2 separate regions of the Mus musculus genome follow, and region 2 is linked to region 1. A link is a contact called in public HiChIP or PLAC-seq data. All regions are on one chromosome and are shown on one strand. Each heading gives the region's core, a stretch centred on a gene start, on an enhancer-like site or on the middle of the called end of the contact. The rest is flanking DNA. Distances are from core to core; before and after follow the strand shown. Region 1 overlaps Ppa2 (pyrophosphatase (inorganic) 2). Region 2 has its middle 40 kb from the start of Gm40153.

The links. HiChIP or PLAC-seq counts read pairs in DNA pulled down with a chosen protein or histone mark.
Region 2: a BATF HiChIP or PLAC-seq map of CD8 T cells shows a contact between it and region 1, with 8 read pairs. The contact joins two enhancer-like sites. A contact is called at or near these places in 1 of 15 datasets of contacts at CTCF or cohesin (the G1E-ER4 cell line), 5 of 484 Hi-C or Micro-C datasets (the G1E-ER4 cell line, bone marrow-derived macrophages and group 2 innate lymphoid cells) and 5 of 115 datasets of contacts at active chromatin or transcription factors (the 230-238 cell line, CD8 T cells, Th17 cells and 2 more).

The regions. Positions count from the first base shown.
Region 1 is chr3:133,330,961-133,333,946 of GRCm38.p6, reverse strand. All of the region lies in intron 5 of Ppa2 (pyrophosphatase (inorganic) 2), which reads right to left. Among named protein-coding and RNA genes, the nearest start is that of Ppa2, 22 kb to the right of the region's middle. Within about 2 kb of position 1,511, at least 76 of the 459 cell types and tissues checked have an H3K27ac peak or open chromatin away from gene starts, as enhancers often do. A contact at or near this core is called in CD8 T cells, Th17 cells and group 2 innate lymphoid cells, where this site is marked.
Region 2 is chr3:133,622,215-133,624,931 of GRCm38.p6, reverse strand. No RefSeq gene overlaps it. Among named protein-coding and RNA genes, the nearest start is that of Gm40153, 40 kb to the left of the region's middle. Within about 2 kb of position 1,276, at least 87 of the 459 cell types and tissues checked have an H3K27ac peak or open chromatin away from gene starts, as enhancers often do. A contact at or near this core is called in CD8 T cells, Th17 cells and group 2 innate lymphoid cells, where this site is marked.

The DNA of each region.
Region 1 (2,986 bases), core at 262-2,761:
GCCAAGTCATGGGATCTTCTTGCTGTCTGAATGGAAACACCCCTGACACCCCCACAGCCCAATCCCCTGCTCTACTCTTCTCTTACATTCTTTCTTCAAGATTAATGTTGTTTATTTATGTGTAGGAGTGTTTAGTCTACACATATGTAAGTGTGGCTGGTGTCCCAGGAGATCATAAGAGGGGTCTGGACCCCCTGAGACTTGGGAGTTACAGATGGTTGTGAGTCACCGTGTGGTTGCTGAGAATTGACTCTGAGTCTCCTGGAAGCAGCCAGTGTTCTGAACCGCTGAGCCATCTCTCCAGCACCTTCTTTCATATTTTTCCCATCTGCCATTTCACTCTGTTGACTGTCTGACTTTTCGTGTGGATTAAAAATTCCCAAAGAATTTCATGACTTTGATCTTGGCTTCTCATCCGGTAGGAACGCTCTGGCAAGTATGAAGCCCCAGGGAGTGTGTGCTGAATGAAGAGGTACTGTGGAGGCCTGGAGATTACAACGCTGGGCAGTCTCCGGGAGAAGAAGTAGAGAAAAGGGGGAGTCTTCCAGTGAGCCATGGGGAGAGTCAGTTTTCTGGCTGGTTTTGTGTCAACTTGACACAGGCTAGGGTTATCACAGAGAAAGGAGCTTCAGTTGAGGAAATGCCTCCATGAGATCCAGCTGTAAGGCATTTTCTCAATTAGTGATCAAGGGGGAAAGGCCCCTTGTGGGTGGGGCCATCTCTGGGCTGGTAGTCTTGGGTTCTATAAGAAAGCAGGCTGAGTAAGCCAGGGGAAGCAAGCCAGTAAAGAACATCCCTCCATGGCCTCTGCATCAGCTCCTGTTTTATGACCTGCTTGAGTTCCAGTCCTGACTTCCTTTAGTGATGAACAGCAGTATGGAAGTGTAAGCCGAATAAACCCTTTCCTCCCCTACTGCTTCTTGGTCACGATGTTTGTGCAGGAATAGAAACCCTGACTACGGGACAGTCAGGTAGGGCAAGGGACAGGTTAAGAGTTTCAGACTTTATCCTCTTACCAATAAGAAACCAGAGAAAGGTTCTCGCATGGAAAAACATCACCAGACCTTTCTGCTGTAGAGATGGTCTCTCTGTGTAGTCTTGGCTGTCCTAGAGCTCTCTATGTAGACCAGGCTGCCCTCAAACTTACAGAGAACTACCTGCCTAGGCCTCCCAAGCGCTGGGATTAAAGGTGTGTGCCACCACGCCTGGCCAGATCTTTATTTTTGAGACATTATTTTGGATGTAGGATGAAGCATGAAACTTAGTTAATGCACAGCATACAGAAAATTAAGAGACAGGTCCAGTTCAGCTTAGTTGAATCAGGAAAGGGCAACTGTACGTCACAGAATCAAAGCAGGGCAGATAAGAACACCCTGAAAATTCAGACACACCCAGAGCAGTATAAAAAAAAAAAAGAAAGAAAAAGAAAAAGAGGCACCTGGTCTTTAAATAGAAAACCACAGAAAGATCCTCCTTTCGTTTTCAGTCATGATCTGGCACCCCTTCCTGTCTCACTAGTAGATCTGCGTTTTGTTAGTTTGCTAAACTTTTTGAGGGGCGGGATAGGGCTGAGACCAGGTCTTGGTATAAATAACCTAGGCCAGCTTCCAACTGGCAGTAACCCTCTTGCCTCAGCCTCCCAGGCGCTGGAATGACAGGGACAGGGCTGCCACACCCAGCTTTGCCTTATTATTTTCTGAATGAAATAAAATGACAGAATCAGTAAGCTAGTGAGTGGCACTCGTCACGCTACATTGTAACCACTGACTTAGTGGTCAATGGCTCTAATCAAACTGTAAATAACTTTGGAAAAGGAAGAAATGATACAAAGCCAGAGGTTCTCAACCTGTGGATTTCGACCCCCACAGGTGTCACATATCAGATGTCCTGCATAACAGATATTTACATTACAATTCCAAATAGTAGCAAACTTACAGTCATGATGTAGCAATGACCACAACATTAGGAACTGTATTAAAGGGTCGCAGCATTAGGAAGAAACTTCTATACTGAGCACTAATCCTCCAGACAGAAAAATTGCTAGTGGTCATGGAACGCTGTCCATCACACATGTCTAATGAAACAGTCTTGCGTGTACCTCAGCACAGCCACGGGGGGTAGATATTCACGGTCTCCACTTTACAGGTGGAGCATCTTGTTCAAGGTCACACTGCTGGCTGTGGTGTGACAGCCAGGCTCTCGAGCTCACTGCTCAGTCATCCATCACTCTGCTGAACCTCGTGCCTGACTCTCATCTGTGCACATCCGTGTCCTAGCACATCACCCCTAGGAAGCAGCTCAGCGATGGATATTAGCTTATTCCTGAACTGCTCAGCTTTGCCTATCTCTGTTTTTGCTGCTCATCAGTAGCTTCTCTGCCCCCCTCCCCCCCTTTCAGCCATGTGGTCTCCTCTCCTACAATCCCCTAAGCTGTTTTCAACCTCTCGCCCTTCGGTCCAAGAGAACCATCTACTTAGAAACCCAAGAAGTCGAGGCGGGTGCCCTCATGGCTTGAACACTCTCATTTCTAATCACCATTTCCAGAGTGCCAGTTTTACCCAAGCCTGCATCCACGCGGGTGGTCTGGCTGCATCAAAGGGAGGCTGGCTCTCTGGAGAACAATGTTGCTCTTCCTTTTCTCAGGACTGTTTATCCTAACCCGGCATCTGTTTTTCTCAGCTGTCCCTACTTCCTCCAGGGTCCCCCACGTACATTTTCATGTAATTAAAAATTAATACATAGAAATACAAACATTACATTTCTACACAGCTGATGACAGAGTGGAGTTTATAACAAGAAAAAAAAACAAAACAAAAAAACGCGTTTTTTAGGTCTTTGTAACCCAGAGTTTGGCTCCGACATGTAGAGATTCACTCAGTACACAATCAGGAAGAATTGCTACTTCAGAGAGTGAAGAACTTGACAGATAGGTAGGAAGGGCCAGAAATGGCGGCGTAGCTCTACAGAGGCAGAACAAGGCCCTGGC
Region 2 (2,717 bases), core at 27-2,526, 290 kb before region 1:
AGTTCTAGACCAGCCAAGTCAGACCTTGTCAAAAAACAAAAAACAAAAACCAAAACCAAACCAAAACAAAACCTCCTAACTCACTCTACTTCCTAAATGAACACCTTCATTCATTCCTCTTTAGTAAGTTTGAATGATCTAAGCCTGATACAAACATGACTGACACATTTCAGGCACAGTGTACCAAGGAGACAGAGGTGAAGGTGGTGATAATGCAGAAGGGGGAGGGGCCACTGTCCTTAACAAGCTACTGTGACATGGCTACTACACAAGCACCCATACCAGAATAACCACAAGTTAAAAGATCACAGTAAAATAGATTTGTCACACTCTAAGTCAAAAATTAACATTATTTTTCAAAAGACTGAAACTTAGAAGTCATGTTTTCATGTATGATTTGTTGTAAATTGTTGTAAATGTCTTTCCTACCAAATTCCAAAGGCCTGAAAAGTTTTGGTAATCTTCTCGCTGCTGTTAATAACTCAGTGTCTCACTGGGGGCCTAATGGGCACCTTCCCCCACAGTCTCCTCGCCTATAGAAGCAGAAGAGAATGCAGATTCAGACAAATGAGACACTGGAAAAGGTGATGTGACAAGACACATTGGGGCAGCAATTAATAACAGACCATCCATGCAGAGACAAGTGGCTGCACACACAGGAACTCACACATAAAGTGGCTTATCTTAGGAACATGGTTTCTGATAAGAACGTGACAGTTGTGGTCTCCCTAGTTGGTGGTGGTGTTGTATGTAAGCTGGAAGTACTCAGATACTAGAGAAAGACACATTCTCCTCAGCTGTATGTCTCAAAAGTCTCCCCCAAAACTCTGATGACAAGATAACATGTGAACCATATGTAGACACTGTTTAGTGCCATATGATATTCTACATCCATAAGCAGGTTGGTACTTCTACAGAGGGAATTATAAATATATAAATATAAGAGGAAAAAAATAAGTGACTCTTTCACAGAATACATCCTTTATTGTTCTCCAGACTCCATCATTCAAAGGAGGTGGGGGTTTTGGATTTGGGTTTTGGTTTTGGGATTGTTTTATGCTTTTATCTCAGTGCTGACCCTTTCCTGTTTTCATTGCTATATGAAGTACAACTGACTGGAAGGTATCACTTTACCATCCTGACCATAAGTTTCCTGCTGTTTCCTTTGCTCTGTTCCACCTTAGATGCTAAAATGCTCTGTCTCAGAGAAGGCTGAGTCCCCAGCCCTGCATATCTTCACAGAGACGACAGCCCAGCAACACAGCAAAATGACAGAGCCATTGTCTGCGCCCAGCATAGGACTTCCCCCTTTGTATGAGCTGAGTCACATTTTTTCCTGTTGTCAACTTGAAGGCCGTCCGTTGATGTATGATAGGGCTATCTCGCTGATGTATAAAGGCAGGCAGAGAGGTCCCCTTCCACGTGTTTGCCTTACCTTGGACCCTTACCAATTAGAAGCTGCCCACTGGCTCAAAGAGATAAGGCATGGCTTATTAAGGCTCAGACAGAGCACTGAATGAACTAATTTCTGACCATTCACTTCTCGTAGAATGGTTCCTTAGGTTCCTGCCTTGTGCAATCTTACTGATTTTAACAGAGGCCTTTTGGGATGTGTAGATGCATTTTCTGCCTGATATCTGTCCCATTGGCACGTGCTTTAAAACCACAGATACATTTGGTTGGCGGGCACATTGTGAAAACAGGAAGTCAAAGGATGGAAGCAACTGTGAAATAAGCCTAGCAAGTCAAGTTTCTACTTAGGAGCCAAGACAGGAATACTATTCTGAGAAATAACTGAACAAAAGGCAAAGGTCTATGTCTCTCTCAAGAAGGAGGAGTGCCCAGGCAGTGCCTAATTATAATAGTTTCAGTGCCTTATAACCAGTGAAATGGTTTCAGATATTAATCCTCAGTACCACTGGTAGACATGATAAAATCTCCCAAATTAAGAGAAAGGCATGATGACATCTGCAGGCAGAGAAATGTTTGAGATGATACAGTTGTCTGATAATCACCATAGCAAGGAGTTTTAAAAATACATTTTCTGGGGCTGGAGAGACAGTTCAGCAGTTAAGAGCACCAACTGCTCTTCCAAAGGTCCTGAGTTCAAATCCCAGCCAACCACATGGTGGCTCACAACCATCTGTAACAAGATCTGACACTCCTCTTCCACAGTGTCTGAAGACAGCTACAGTGTACTTACATATAATGAATAAATAAATATTTTTAAAAAATAGATTTTCTGTTCTAATTTAGACTCACTGTGTATTCAGTAAGCATCTACTAAATGCTTCCTCCAGGAAAGGCCCTCTCAGAAGTATTATGAGGCACGAGGCATCCATCCCTTAGCCTCTGAGGTCATACCAGCACTGTTCTGCTTTCTCACGCCTTCAAAGCACCTGTCCTCAGAAAGACATTTATTTTGTCCATGGTATACTTTCAAAAGAAGGTGATTTAACAACCATGGGGGAGATCTTTTTAGATACCCTCAAGTCAGTGGATATTCTGAACGTGGAAAAATATTAGGATGAAATTGTGTGGCCAGTTGTGTGGACTAGTTTTATGTCGAGTTGACACATGCTAGAGACACCTGGGAAGAAGGAACCTCACCTGCAGAATTATCTTCATAAGACCAGGCTGTAGGCAAGTCTCTAGGGTGTCTTCTTAATTAGTGATTGATGAAGGAGGACACAGCCCACTGTGAGTTGAGTCACTCC